2 separate regions of the Mus musculus genome follow, and region 1 is linked to region 2. Evidence: chromatin contacts called from public ChIA-PET data. All regions are on one chromosome and are shown on one strand. The core of a region is the stretch at or near the end of the contact, and the rest is flanking DNA. Distances in the headings are between cores, read along the strand shown. Region 1 has its middle 30 kb from the start of Ifng. Region 2 overlaps Rap1b (RAS related protein 1b).

Region 1 (2,700 bases), core at 28-2,527, 640 kb after region 2:
AGGGCAGGTTGGCAAGTGCCCAGACTGGAAACCAGTCCCCTGAGTTGCCAGTTTGTGGTCACCACTAACCTTTAAAAGACATAGTGTCAGAGGTGCCAGTGAGTGTAGGAAACAGAACTTAGAAAGCAGTGGGCTGAAGAGAAAAAAAATGACAAGAAATAAATAGCATCCGTCTGTGTCAAGATGTGGGAACCAGTGTAGTCTGCTGATGGCTTCTATCAAGGATTATGTGTGTGCAGGCATTTCATTATGACCTTGGGGTCAATAGGTTAGCCTTAAAGACAAATCTAGCCATGCCAGAGTCTTTCTGTGCTAGGTGGGTATAACTGTTCTTTTAAGTCAAGATTTCCAACCTTTTTTCTGGGGCCCAGTGCCATGACTATTCATGCAGGGTTTTGTTTTGTTTTGTTTTGTTTTGTTTGTGCAAGGATCTAACTTTTCAAGTTGCTTGAACTTCTCTATCAGGAACCACAGATAGAATTGTTCCTTTTCACATAAAAAGTACGTTTCAGTCCAATGTCCCTCTAAAAAAAGTCAACACATTAAAAATATAAATCACAACTGGAAGTTCAATAGAGTTTTTTTCTTCTTCAAGAATGCAGTTTTGGAATGTAAATGATGAAAATAAAAAGATATACACTGTTTAACTGTCTTTGGTGCATTCATTTCAGCATTGCAAATCCTCAAAACACCATTTTTATTGCAGTGCACCCTTTCAGTGGTGGAATGTATTTGTAGAACAGTCTTTTACTAACAACTCTCATGGTTGAAGACTAGAGCACTTTCTTGCCTTGAGTATTCCATTAATTAGGGCTTTGCATAATATATATGTATGTATGTATATCTATATATCTATATATATCACTATGTATATATATATATATATACATATATATGTATACATATCACACATATATAGTTTACTTTTTGCGAAGGTTCAGGACCTGTTAGATAGGGAGACGATTCTTATTTTACTTGTGGGAAGTCCATTTCCTTTGGTGCAATATGCTTCAGGAATTTCACTCAGAACTTTCGAGTTCTTGCCCATAGCTTTTGCTAAGTAAGAATGTCTGAGCATTCCAGCTTCGAAAGAATTACCCCTTCTGAAGGAGAAAAATCTAGAGAGCCAAGAGAAGTCAGATCAGCTTGTTATGTGGAGTCGTCGGGTGTGAAACTGGGGTTTTCAGTGTTTACAGTAAGGTGCAACCGTGGGCAGACTGACAATGCTTCCTCCAATCAAGCTTCCTCCAGCCACCAAGTCAGAGCAGCCTTGCAACACCCTGGCCACTTGGGCTTATTTCACATTTGTCACAGTCACTGTGAAGCCTCCAGCTCTTTTCGCTATATAATAGGAAGCCATATCCCATACCTAAGGAGATGCCTCCCTGTGATTCCCACCAGATGCCTCCCACCTTGCTGCCAGAGTGTGTTTACTGAGAGCAGCAGCAGCCGCCGCCTGTTTGGGAACCTGCAAGCCTTGTACTTCCGACGAGTGACCAAGATGCCTGGCTGTGTGCTGACTCATTCGAGAAGAGCTTTAGAGAGCCGCTGGGGTGTGGGTGGTAAAACTGGCTGTGGTTGATTTTCCAGCATGCTATAGGAAAGCAAAGGATGGAAGTGGCAAGAGACAAAGTCAAAACACTGTGACCGTATCGCTCAGTATACAGCCAGTCACTTCCTTTCTAGGCCTGTCCTTGTCATACCCCAGTCATCAGTTTCTGTATTGTGCAAAATTTTAGGAACACTGATACATGGCATGGTAAGTAGTGTTTGCTGAACACTTAAAACAGTGGCCTGGGTCTTTTCCTAAATGTGGTTCATGAATTATTTGCATTTTTGTTACCTTTGGAGGCATCTGTTACCGTTGACTAGCATGTCCATATTTTAATCAGGGCAGCTAGAGCTTGGGGGCATGAAATAAATAATCTTGAAGATAATGAATGGAACCAGATATGACTGAAATCCATGGTCTTAACCCATGAAGTTTTGAGTGCCATTTAAACAAAGCTAAATGGGCTCTATTCCGTTCTCTGTCTCCCTCTATATGACTTATATTTTGTACACACACAAAGATAAAAATAGAAAAGTCTGCCCATTTAATAAGTTGTTCACTAAATTGGGATTAAATTGGAACCATGAAGAAAACATTGTCTCCTTTCCCCCTGTACCAGATACCTGATTCCTACAAATGTTTAATGCCTGCTTAAAGGATATCAAAGAGTGCCTCTTGGGCCAGCAGACAGAAGGGTTTGGATGGGTGAAGCCTGGGATGGGCTTGGCTTAAGACCCAAGGACTCTTTAGAATACAGCCTAAGGAATAGTGGTGAGGTCACTAAAAAAAAAAAAAGAAAAAAAAAAAAAACAGTTGTTAGGAAGGAGTTACCTAGATATGTATGTATGTCTGTGAATTACATGCGTACCAGCATCTGCAAAGCCTTTAGCCAACCCGGTCTCAGGTCTCAGGGTATCTTTTCCCCATGGACCCAGTGCCCTTATACAATATGAAGGGTAAGGCAATTAGGTACAGGAGACTCAGGTCCCGAGTGTCGTTCCTGTGATTTCAGAACTGAGATACTTTCTTGTTATTGATCTAATTTTGTAACTGCCTAAATTATTAACTGACCTACTTGGGTCCCAACTGTTAGAAATCATCACCTCCTGCAATCAGAGGGCTCCTGGCAAAGGGTCCTATGGTCACTT
Region 2 (2,700 bases), core at 13-2,512:
GCAAGATTTTAAAGGCCTGATTATGCCTGATTATTTTTCCAGTAAAATTCTATGCCAAAGAGTCTACAAGTAGCTACAAATGCTCCCCTTAGAATGTCGGTAACAAGCAGTTTTCTTATCCTCAAGTTGTTTAGTTTAACTCTCCTCCCTCAATTGGAATTCTTCGATGTTAAATTACAAAGGGCTAAGTAAAACCCCTTAACTACTAGTTCCTGATGTCAAGGGATGCTACTTCTCCCACTAAACTCTGCAAGTGAGATGATGCCTGACTTCTTTCCGCCTCCAAGTCCCAAAGTAGCACCGCAACGGTTCCTGATGATCACCAACGTCTCCTTTCGCTTCCAAAAACTTTAACTAATTCAGTGTCAGGACACACAGCCTAACCTGCTGGGCACAGTAACAGAATTCAGGACTGAGCAGGTTTAAAAATTATCTTTCAAGAAAAAAAGAGGCCCAGATTCCTGTCAAAAATAAAACTCTTAGCCAGGTGTAGTGGAGCCTCTGCTTTTGGGAAGCTGAGGCAGCAGGACGGGGGAGTCGGGGCCACAGTGAGGCGGCCTCACAAACCAAACATAACGAAGAACCAACCAACATGAAGCTGCTTACAGCATTCTGTCCGTTCTGACCAGATTTAGTACCACAAATAGGGAAAAGGTCTCTCCTACCACTTCATGGGTTAGTATTAACAGTTCCAGTAAATAGAGCTATAATCCCAACCAATCCTGCCAAATCTTTTACTGAAATCTTCAGGAACAAAACCTGACCTGCAACTCAAGACCATGTCTTCCAGTTCTGTTACACACGTCACCTTTGCGTTCAGGACCTGATTGCAGGGAATGCATTAACTGCACTACAGGCTTCTCTCAGCCGAGTGACCAGATAAACAAGGCCCTGACCCAAAACAAACAAACAAAAATCCAAAACAAACAACCCAACCCTTTTTTCTTATTAGACACGTTGCTAGCTCTCCAGGCAAGTGCACTTACTTGTCAGGCTTCCTGTGCAGGACAGTTTAGATAACTGCATTATGAATATTAATTTACTACTTGCTATAGATAGTAGACTATGACAGGAAGGGTTTAAGGTAATTTTTATGATAAACTAGAAAAATACAGTAAAAGTTAATGCTGGACTGGGCATGACCTTTGTCATTATTTGGCCTTTCTGTATGTGTCACTTCCTTAACGGATAGGATTAACAGAATCCCTTCAGAGTTTCGAAGATCAAATGAAACACAGTGCCCAAAATGTTAAGCGACTGAGCAACACAGTAAGTAAGCAGAGAGTGAATATTAACCCGCTGTTCTAGAGATCCTAGCTACCTAGCTGTTCACAGTGCTTGACTTCAGACAGCCAAGGAACTCTAAAAGCAGCACTGAGGAGACACATGGACTCTAAAAGCTGAGGAGACACATGGCTGAAGCACTTGCCAGTCAGCTGTGACACCTGAGTTTGACTCCCAGCACCCATACAAAGGCTGGGGACTGTAGCCACTATCTGTAACTCCAGTGCTCTTCAGCAAGATGAAGGCAGACAGGGTCCCCAGAGGTTGCAAGTCAACTAGTCTTGCAAAGGTAGTGGCAAACAACAAAAGGTCCTAGTCTCAAACAAGCTAGAAGATGAGGACTGACACTGGAGGCCGTTCTCTGACCTCTGCATGTCAAGGTGTGCCACACACATGCCTGCACTCACACACATTTTAGCTATGATATATGTGGTGGCATGTCGGTAATTTCACTAGTCAGGAGGCTGAGACAGGAGGATCTAGGGTTTATGCCAGTATGGGCTAGACTATAGACCTCAAGAAAGGAAATGAAACAAAAAGCATCCAATTGTAAAGGCAACGGTCTGGGAGGAGGCAATCAGTACTGGTGACCCATCAGGATCTTCCATTCTCCACTGCATTTTGTGCAGACTTATTTTTGACAAAGAAAAAGTATGACACAGGAAGATGAACCAAACACACAAGTCCATTATATACTTGAGTTTCCATGATCACAAGGCGGCATTAATGTTTCTGTGTAAGACAAACTCTCACATAGCCCAAGCTGGCCTGGAACACTATCCTCCTGCCTCAGCAAGCATGCGTATTTTTGGTTTTGGTTTCTGTTCCTGCTCTCTTCCTTTCTTACAGGGCCTTGTGCCTAGCCTGGCCTAAATCCGGATCCTCTTTATCATGTCAACCTCTCTGAAGTTCTGAGACTACCTGTGCAATCAGTGTATTTAGCTGCCAGCTCTGCTTCCGGCAATGCCATCAGGTGTAGGGGCATGTTGAACAGTTATGTTCTACTTGGTCTTATTTTTCTAAGATTATTTTATGTGTACGACTGCTTGCATGAATATATGTATATTGTCTAAGTTCCTCACCTCTGGAATGGAAGTTACAAAGTTGTGAGCTTTCATGTGGACACTGGAAACTAAACCCAGGTCTTGCAAGAGCAGCACGTGCTTTTAACTGTTGAGTTCTCTCTAGCCCTAGCTTTATCTGCTGATACAATCTGCAATGGTTAGCAGCCAATTTACTGTAAGTTACATATCTGCTATTATTGAAAGATATTAACTTTTGCATCCTATGATTTATATAACAGAAACACATACAAATGCCAAGCCTAAGGAATAAGGAGGTACAGACCTTCCTAAGCACAGATCTACACTCCATATATGTCTGTGGTCAATAGTTAAACCACTGGGAAAAACAAGA

Evidence for each region. ChIA-PET counts read pairs in DNA pulled down with a chosen protein or histone mark.
Region 1: a contact with region 2 is called in an RNA polymerase II ChIA-PET map of effector CD8 T cells, with 9 read pairs. The contact joins two enhancer-like sites. A contact is called at or near these places in 2 of 115 datasets of contacts at active chromatin or transcription factors (effector CD8 T cells and microglia).

Annotation. Positions count from the first base shown.
Region 1 is chr10:118,469,249-118,471,948 of GRCm38.p6, forward strand. No RefSeq gene overlaps it. Among named protein-coding and RNA genes, the nearest start is that of Ifng, 30 kb to the left of the region's middle. Within about 2 kb of position 1,278, at least 62 of the 459 cell types and tissues checked have an H3K27ac peak or open chromatin away from gene starts, as enhancers often do. A contact at or near this core is called in effector CD8 T cells and microglia, where this site is marked.
Region 2 is chr10:117,827,864-117,830,563 of GRCm38.p6, forward strand. All of the region lies in intron 1 of Rap1b (RAS related protein 1b), which reads right to left. Among named protein-coding and RNA genes, the nearest start is that of Rap1b, 17 kb to the right of the region's middle. Within about 2 kb of position 1,263, at least 54 of the 459 cell types and tissues checked have an H3K27ac peak or open chromatin away from gene starts, as enhancers often do. A contact at or near this core is called in effector CD8 T cells and microglia, where this site is marked.